Regions from separate parts of the Ovis aries genome. Here all the other regions are linked to region 1. The links are chromatin contacts, called in public Hi-C maps. All regions are on one chromosome and are shown on one strand. Each heading gives the region's core, a stretch centred on a gene start, on an enhancer-like site or on the middle of the called end of the contact. The rest is flanking DNA. Distances are from core to core; before and after follow the strand shown.

The links. Hi-C and Micro-C count contacts between places; a contact is called where the count stands out from the background.
Region 2: a Hi-C map of muscle shows a contact between it and region 1, with 5 times the contacts expected there. The contact joins the promoter of GPR61 here to the promoter of PSRC1 in region 1. A contact is called at or near these places in 3 of 16 Hi-C or Micro-C datasets (liver, muscle and tail adipose tissue).
Region 3: a contact with region 1 is called in a Hi-C map of liver, with 4 times the contacts expected there. The contact joins the promoter of ATXN7L2 here to the promoter of PSRC1 in region 1. A contact is called at or near these places in 2 of 16 Hi-C or Micro-C datasets (liver and muscle).

Annotation. Positions count from the first base shown.
Region 1 is chr1:86,560,565-86,563,469 of ARS-UI_Ramb_v3.0, reverse strand. PSRC1 (proline and serine rich coiled-coil 1) reads left to right here and starts at 1,549. Exons shown (of 7, transcript XM_042251898.2): 1 at 1,549-2,136; 2 at 2,524-2,581. The coding sequence starts at 1,749. LOC114116166 (a long non-coding RNA gene) reads right to left here and starts at 450. Exons shown (of 3, transcript XR_006060269.2): 1 at 353-450; 2 at 209-246; 3 at 1-69.
Region 2 is chr1:86,764,903-86,767,807 of ARS-UI_Ramb_v3.0, reverse strand. GPR61 (G protein-coupled receptor 61) reads right to left here and starts at 1,385. Exons shown (of 6, transcript XM_060401355.1): 1 at 1,109-1,385.
Region 3 is chr1:86,719,443-86,722,347 of ARS-UI_Ramb_v3.0, reverse strand. ATXN7L2 (ataxin 7 like 2) reads right to left here and starts at 1,529. Exons shown (of 12, transcript XM_042251917.2): 1 at 1,358-1,529; 2 at 1-663.

The sequences.
Region 1 (2,905 bases), core at 300-2,799:
TTAGAGGCCTTTATGCTGAGTGAAGAATTCTTGTGCCTGGAATCTACATTTTCTGCTTTCGTTGTCATTCTGATGGAAAAGAAAGTAGATCCATTGCTTATTTCTCTACAACAGCTTTCAAAATCATAATTTGGTGATAGAAAATTGGAGATGAGTTTCCTTAGGAGGAATTAACTCCCAACTTTCTAAAACTGCTTCCTTCACTTACCTGAAGATGGGTGAAGAATTTCCTTACTCAGGCTGCTCCTAGGGGAAGAAGAAAGGCAGTTAATTAACAGCTTCTTTCCCTCTGATCTCCACTTTGCCACAACCTGCCTAGAGAGAAGGAAGCTACTGGCTTTGGTTTTCTTACCTCCAAAGAGTCTGAACCCTGCAAGCAACTAAATTTCCACCTTCACCAGGAACCCAAGGCAAAAGAGGCAGTCCTCTTGTCTCAGCTCTTTCTCACATAAACTTGCAAGTTCTGGGTCTCCCCATCCTTTCCCTTTATCACACTACTAAACTCCAAGGCTCCTTCCTTCCTGTGGCATTTATTACAATAACATCTCACTCTTGCAAACCTCACCACCTCAACTTTACAGCTAAACTCTGAGAAGTAAACAAAAAGTAGCCAAAATAGTGGTCATAAACTCTGGAGACTGGACATTCAGGCTCTTTGTTAATGGGAGAACTCTTTAACCATCTTTTGGGGACTTTTAATTTCAAAATTTTTAAATATTTCTGAGAAGCTCTATTAACGGATGGCCCAGTCTATTCACAGGCAACCCTTGGAAGCAACAAAGAAAATCCCTAACAAGTAGGCTTAAACTTTTTACAACACAGCTTTTAATTTAGAGGAAGCCAGTTACAAATATTACCCTCAAAAGCGCTTAAGGCACACGGTATAAAACTCGATATTCATAATTATTCTTGCAATGGCAGCCCACTCCAGTACTCTTGCCTGGCAAATCCCACGGACAGAGGAGCCTGGTAGGCTGCAGTCCATGGGGTCACTAAGAGTTGGACACGACTGAGCGACTTCACTTTCACTTTTCACTTTCATGCATTGGAGAAGGAAATGGCAACCCACTTCAGTGTTCTTGCCTGGAGAATTCCAGGGACGGGGGAGCCCAGTGGGCTGCCGTCTATGGGGTCGCACAGAGTAGGACACGACTGAAGTGACTTGGCAGCAGCAGCAACCATGTACTGAAAGCGCCTTCACTTTCACTGTTCCTTTCTTGCACTGGAGAAGGAAATGGCAAACTACTCCAGTGTTCTTGCCTGGAGAATCCCAGGGACGGGGGACCCTGATGGGCTGCTGTCTGTGGGGTCGCACAGAGTCGGACACGACTGAAGCGACTTAGCCCCAGCAGCAGCAGCAACCATGTACTGTGACGATCACAATCCTCTTAGATAAGCGAGATGTCAAATATAAGCTCAGAGAGGTCAAATGTACTCAATATTCTTATTAACAGGGGAGCCACGGTCGAATCTGAACCCAAATCTGCCTGTCTGAAAAGCTCATTGTTTTCTTCACACCGTGAATGGCTCAGGATCCGAATGTTTTTGCCCAAAAAGCCCGTGGAGATGCAATTCTTAGAGAACCTCAATATACTTAAAATATAAATGTTTAGTTGCTTCCGTAAATTTGGAAAAATGTTAACTGAGGGATCGGCTCACACGGCGCTTCCGAAAGGACTGAGCCTAAGAAAACGAATTTCCCCAAGCAGAGCATTAATTTCACTGCTTAAAAGCTCAGCTCTGAGCCGATGGAGAAGGAGGGGGCGGAGAAGAGAGTGCGGCAGGGAACGAGGCCCTCGCTCATAGGACAGTTCCCTCGCGCGCCGCCGCGAGGTCCAGACTGCTGGAGGGAATCCAAGCAAAATTTCCCGGGCACGAGCGCGCGCTCGCGGCCTCCCCGCCTTGGCCCTCCGGATGGAGTCTTTCACAGAACGGCTTTCCTCTCTGCCCCACCTGCAGACTTCCGGCCGACTGCCCCTCCGCCGCCCCGCCTCAGGAGGGCGTGGGGATGCTGGCCTCCACCAATCATTGAGCGCGTGTGGGGGGAGTGGGTGGGACCAGAGAGATTCGAAAGGAGCCCCGCCCCCTCGGAGCTGATTCCCGGGACTAGGTTGTGGAAGGAAAGCACCTTCCACGGTAGGTGAGGCGGCTCGGAAACTGAAAACTGACGGTGGCCTGTAGAAGTGGTGTGGATGCGGTGCTGCGGGGAGTAGAAAGGTGGCTTGGGGAGAAGAAGAACCCGGAGGATGGTGGCGGGGAGGAAGATGGGGCGCAGAGACCGCTCCAGCGAGAGGAGGTTGGGTCGCAGAGGGGCGGGGGCCAGTGTGTGGAGGGAGATGGGAGTGCGGGACATTCTGCCCGTACATGCCCGAGTGGTAGCAGAGGAAGTTTACAGGGGCAAGTCCTACTGCGGGGACGCTTGCTTTACCTTCACGATTATTCCCAACCCTTGGCTTGCACCCGGAGTCTAGCTGGGAGGCCTTGAGCAGGATGGAGACGTGAGGAAAGGTGTTTTCTCTCCAGCTCAGGTGTCTAAGCTGACTCTTTCCTGCTGTCTGGAACATGGAAGATTTAGAAGAAGGTAAGGAAACGCTGGAGGGAAGAATGGGACCATGTTGGGGACCCAAAGCTGGCATTCCTTCTTTCCTCCCCTACAGACGTAAAGTTTATAGCGGATGAGACCTTGGACTTTGGGGGGCTGTCACCATCAGACAGGTAGTAGACTCTTTATCCTGTTTACTTTTTTCTCACAATGATTGTTTCTAACCCCTTACTGCTGAATTATTGGCCTCAGGTCTGGATTGGTAATTTAGCAAGGTTGGGTGCACTGGGGCTTCTGGGTGGCTGGGTGACTAGGGCCCTGTGTCACTGCTGGGGATGGGGCGAGTAATAAGCTGGAATGAGA
Region 2 (2,905 bases), core at 136-2,635, 200 kb before region 1:
GCAAACAGTCAACTGCTGTTTCCAGATAGAGGCGCCTCACTTCCAAACCCTCATCAGCTGTATCCTTCCTGAGGGACTCGCTGTCTTGTGGGCCCCAGTTTTCACCTTTTAGACTCCCATAATATATGCATGGAGGGCCAGGTAAGCGGGACAAGGATCCCAAGAGAAAAATCTCTCCTACTCCTAGGAGGTGGATAGGAAGAGGTAGCAGGCTAGCATCCTGGAAGGAGCACTGGTTTCAGAGTCCAAAGGCTGCACCCGCATGAGTGAGCAGTGAACTTCGGGCTACTCTCCCCACTTCTCTGAGCCCCAGCTCCAAACGAGGGTTGGACTAGACCTGTAGGTGCTCTCTAAGGTCCTTTGCAGCTCTAGATTCTTAGTCTGAGTCTTAGCTGCTGTCGTCAAGTGGCTTCTTTCTCCAGGGCCCTGGCAGCTTGAGAGAATCAGGGCCTGGGGGTAAGGGAGTGGTTGCAGGAAATAGCAGTGGGCACTTCTACTCTCCACCAACCAGGTCATTCCTCTGGGAATTACAGCCAGAAAAAGATTCAGTCCCAAGACCGGGAAGGGACCCAGGAGGGGATGAATGGCATCAGCCAGGCCCCAGGAAGACTCCTCTAAAGGGTTCCATTGGATTGATTTGTGTGTGATGGTGCGAATGGTAGGAGGGCTGGCGCTGGCTGAGCAGTGTCCCCTCCCAGGCCCAGGCTACCCAGAAAGCCACAGGGCCAGATTCGACAGACCCAAAATGGAGGCTACAGGAAGCCTAGACCCCTTCCCTTGGCCTTTGCTCTCCAAATCCCCTGACAGTCGCCTTGTCCGCTTCTCCCCACATTGCTCTGACCCCTGCCCTGCTTCCAGCCCACACCCTCATCCCCAGAAAGCAGAGTTCACAGCCTCGATTCTAGGGGAGGGTCCCTGCCTGACCGACCCATCTCTGTGGGCAGCCCGTCTGGCATCCCTCCAGACCAGCTCTGTCCCCTGTGCCTCTTTGTCCCCAGACAGTGTCTCCTGACTCCAGTCATTTCACACCAGGCCCCTGGACACACTCTGCCCAGCACCTCGGCTTCCCTGGTGGCCATCTGATCCGACACCTGGGGCCTGACCTTACCCAGTACAGGGTGTGTCCTGCTTCTTGCGTCCCATCTTCTCTTTCTTCCCTGCTGGCCTCATTTCTCAGTCTTGTCTCTTATTTGGCTTCCCTCCTTCGACCTCTCTCCTCTGCCCTCCCTAGCCTGTTCTCAGAACTCTCTAAGTCTCAGAGCCTCTTTGCCCTGGGCCTCTCTGCTCCCCTGTCTCTGTTTCTTTGCCTCAGCGTACACCTTTCCTTTCTCTCTCTCTCCTCCCTCACTTCCTCCTCTGCAGTGAGTACATTGAGAATTGGATCCATTCCTCCCTGGACTGAAGGTATAAATAGCAGAGGGAGGCTGGGCTAGGAGCCAGACTTGCTACCAGCCTCTTCCTTGCAGCCCCAGGCTTGGGCATTCGGGACCAGTGCTGGGAAGGGTCCAGGGCAGAGAGTTAGAGGATTGGGATTGAAAGCCACTGTACAGGGTGGCAGACCCAGGCAGAGAGAGGATGTGACAGGAATCTGTGGGTGTGGATCTTTGGGTCCTCCCCACCAGCTTATCCACCTGCACTAACATGGTTACAGAGTTCCTTCTTCGCTGCTGGAGAAGGAGCTCTGGATCAGAAGACTCCCCGGGGCCGCTCAAAGGCCTTGCTACCTCCTCCTGGACACAGATGCACGGGCCCAGGTGGCAGCCAGCAGACAGCAGCTGGGGACTAGAGTGGAAGTGGTGGCCTCAGGAAACAGGCCACAGTCTCACCCCAGCCAGCTCCCCAGCCTAATTAGAGACCGGAACAGGCATTGATCGTCCCTGAGCTCATTATGTCACAGCTGGGGAACAGCTGGCCAGTTTTTTCCAGGCCATTAGCTGCGCCATGAAGTGGAGAGAGGGAGGGGGCGTGTGAGCAGGATCAATACCCTGTCTGTCTGCGGGGGAAGCGCCTCGTGGCTGCCTCCTTCTGCACTCAGGGCCGGGCTTCTTCTCTCTGGAGTGGCCTGCCTGTGTGCTGAGCTCCTTGAAATTCACACACCAGGCTCAGCTCCTTCCAGCCTGGAGGCAGGAGAGACAGACTCTGACCTGACCCTGATCTGATCCATGGGGACCCCCTGAGTATTCTCTTTCTGGGGATGAGAAGGGCAGGAAAGAGTTTCAGGTTACCCACGCTGGGCTCAGAAGGGACCTTTAAAGTCCAGCTTCTCTCCACCCCCTAGGCAAGATGACACCTATGGCAACTGTTTCTGCTGGCCCAGGGCCCACCTCTCTGTGCCCGCGGGCTGAGCCAGGTTTGGTTTCCAGGGGGCAGGGCAAGGGGCGGGACGGGGCGGGGGGCGGGGGGGAGATATGAGGGGATGCTCCAAACCTTGGGGAATGGCAGATGGTGGAGGAGGGAGGCAAGCAGGTCAGCTGAGCGGGACCCAAGACAGGAGGCAAACTGCCCACAAGCCCTGACCCCCAGGAGGCCCCCTGTCAGAGGGGAGTTCAGCTTTATTCAGTGAATTGGCTTTTTTTTTTTTTGGTATAGGTGAACTGGCTTTTTACTTACAGAGTTAGAAGGTGTCAAGACCTCTAAAATCCCCCAAACGATACGTCTCAGTTTACAGAGAGAGAAAGCAAACTCTGCTGCTGCCAAGTCGCCTCAGTCGTGTCCGACTCTTTATGACGCTATGGGCTGGACGCCCCCAGGCTCCTCTGTCTGTGCAATTCTCCAGGCAAGAATACTGGAGTGGGTTGCCATGCCCTCCTTCAGGGGATCTTCCCTGGGAAATGAACCCTCGTCTCTTAAGTCTCCTGTATTGGCAGGCAGGTTCTTTACCACTAGCGCCACCTGGGAAGCCCAA
Region 3 (2,905 bases), core at 280-2,779, 160 kb before region 1:
AGAAACTGCTATCTTGGGGCCCTTCAGCATCTTCAAAGTCCCCTTGGTCAGCTACGCAAACCCTCTTCCTCTTAAGGGGGTTTGGGCAAGGGTTGCCCTTGTACCTCAGTTTCTGGGTTGATGACAAAAACATCTTAGCTATGCAAAGCAGCTCTTTCCCCATCCCCCTACCTCACTGCTCTCCCCTCCCTCCTCTACGCCCCCTCCCTGTCCCTTGGAAAAAAAAAAATCAATTCTGAGTCACCAAACCCGTCTGATTCCATTTCCGGTTCTCAATGCACCCAGACCCTGACAATGGCCCCATCCTTGCCCACCCAGCATGGGGCAGTTCTAGGGTGGCCTGAGGCTCCCACTTAGGTCTGCTTCTGACACCTACTAACAGACTTGCGCCTTTCTAGAATGAGAATACTGACAGTCTTATATAATCTCCAGATGTGGAGGGGGGGGTGGGTTAGGTATGCAAGAGACAAGGGGCAGCCCCCACTCTGAAGTCCGTTAAAATGCAGTGATGGACAGAACTGAGCTGGGAGTTGGATGTCTCAGAGGAGAACAAGTGTCATCAGAGACGGCTCCATGTGGTCTCCTCCACCTCTTCTCACTTGCAAACTTCTTCAGGGGCGTGATGCCTGCTGTCACCCCAAAGGCCACGAGGCCAGATGCCCCCTGGGGCCAGGAGACAAAGATCAGGAAAGGGGCTGTCAGCCCGCTCCACCAAAAGCACTCAGGGGCCTAGAGAAGGTGGCTGTCAGGGGAGAGAGCCCGGGAGGTAAGGCAAGAGGCCCGGGAAAGGACGGGGGGGTTGGAGGCATGGATGGATGGACAGAAGGAGGGAGGAAGGGAGGATGGATAGATGGATGGACCGATGAACTAATGCGGAGGAGGCGGGGGTCCAGTGGCACTGCAGTCGACAGGCAAAGCCGAAAAGGAGCAGAAGGTGTGGGGCAGAAGGCGATGGAACAAGGGGGGTTGGGAGGGGGGCACAGAAGTGGGGTGCGTGGGAAACACGTGGAGAGGACTGTTGCGGATGGGGAAAGCCCGAGGCAGGTGCAGGAGGGGCGGAAGCTGGAGGACAGCAGGCAAGAAGAAACATAAAGGAAAGCAGATGTAGGGGCAGGTATTGGGCGACGGCAGAGACAGAGGTGGGCAGGGTGGGCTGCTGGCGGAGAGCCGGCGCTAGGACCCGGAGGCGCGAAGGTGGTGGAGAAGGCGGGCACTAGGACCCGGCGGGTCCTTTGTTTGGGGGGCCGGGGAGCCGGACGGCGGCTCCCGTCGGCAGCTCCCCTCTGCTGGCGGGGGCCCGGAGTGGGGGAGGGGAGACAGGGATGGGGTCTTCAGACTCTAGGGGAGCTTCACTCACCGTCGGCTGCGGGCAGATCGGCCCGCTCCACCCACGAGCTCCAGCTCTGTCCCGCGAAGTCATCGAGACTCGGCACCCGCCGCTCCAGAGCGGCCATTGCTGCCGCCGCGCGTTCACGCACCGCCATCACCGCCGCGGACGCGCGCCCGCCCCGGCGCCGCCGCCGCGCGGCCCCCTCCCCTCATCCCCGCCGCGGGCACGCCTCCCCTCTCCCTCCCACCTTTCCAGCTCTCTTGCGCAAGTGCATCACTGTTCGTCTGGCTCTCAGAGTCTCGCCCACATAGCCTTCTGGGAAATGTAGTCAGCTAGGTGGTGCTGTTGCCTACTGAACTTGCCGCGAGAGCCCCTCCAAAATGCATGATTGCGGGGGTAGAAAGAGACCAAAGCCTCAGGACCTCCTCTACTAACCCTTGTGAACACATTCTTTCTGCTACCAGCCCCTCTCTTAAACTCGCTGCACACAGACCCCAGTTCCAAACCTCTCCGCCCAAGATGCCCCTTTAAGCCGTGCCTCCGCTAGCTGACTGGCTCCCCTTCCCAGGCTGGCGGCCACGAGCGACTTCGCTTCCCTGTAGATCGAATAGGGTAGGTGCAGGGAGGTGGGCGCTGTGAATCAGAAGGGCAAAGGGAGGGGGTCTGTAGGATGTGCTGAAGGACACAGGGGTTGGAGTGGGGGAGGATCCTCAACTCTGGTGTTGTGCCTTTGTGGGAAACCCACGCTGCCCTGATGCAGAGCAGAGGGTTGGAGTAGCGTTTTCTGGATTTGGTAGGACCTAGCTGAGCTGACCAAGATCACCTGTCAGGATGACAGAAGGCTATCTGTGAGCCAGAGCCAGCCCCGGAACAGGGGTAGCCCCGAGGCTGCTGGTGTTTGCAGCGTCTCTGCTGATCCGTCTCTCCTCTTCAGATAACTGCGATCGATGATCGATACCCTGTATCGCCTCTTCCCAAACCCTGGTTGGACCCGGACTTCATCCATCACTTTGGCTTCTTTTTCTAACGAATATTTTCTGTGCTGGCAGGGCTGCTACCAGAGCTTCGTCATAGGGTGATTTCTCATCAGATCTGTTATTTTCCTTGCTAAGGCCTAGAAAATATTGATACCTTAATCACCCACATCTTTCTCCTCAGCTGATAACGTTCTTTCTCACCTTCATACACTCAACAGACAAAAGCCTGTCCCCTACCCCATCACATCGGAAAAGAGATACTAATTCTCTTTTCCCTTACACCTCACCCCATATTCATTATTTCATCTCAGGGGAAACCAAACTGGAGGCAAATAAGTCAAGGTCTGACTTCAAGACCTCTGAGCATCTTCTCACTTTCACCCAAGGAATGTTAAAGTACTTCAAGGATGATCTCTGATGGTAGAGCTTCTTAACCTGAAAACCATAGATGATTCCTAGGAGGTTGGTGAACCTGGTGACATTGAGTGTAATATTGTGCCCAAGTGTATTTTTCAAGGGAATATAAATGAAGCCTGTGACTATCTGTCAGAAGGGGCACAGAGGTGCAAGTTTGTGAGGTTGAGAGGGCAACACATAA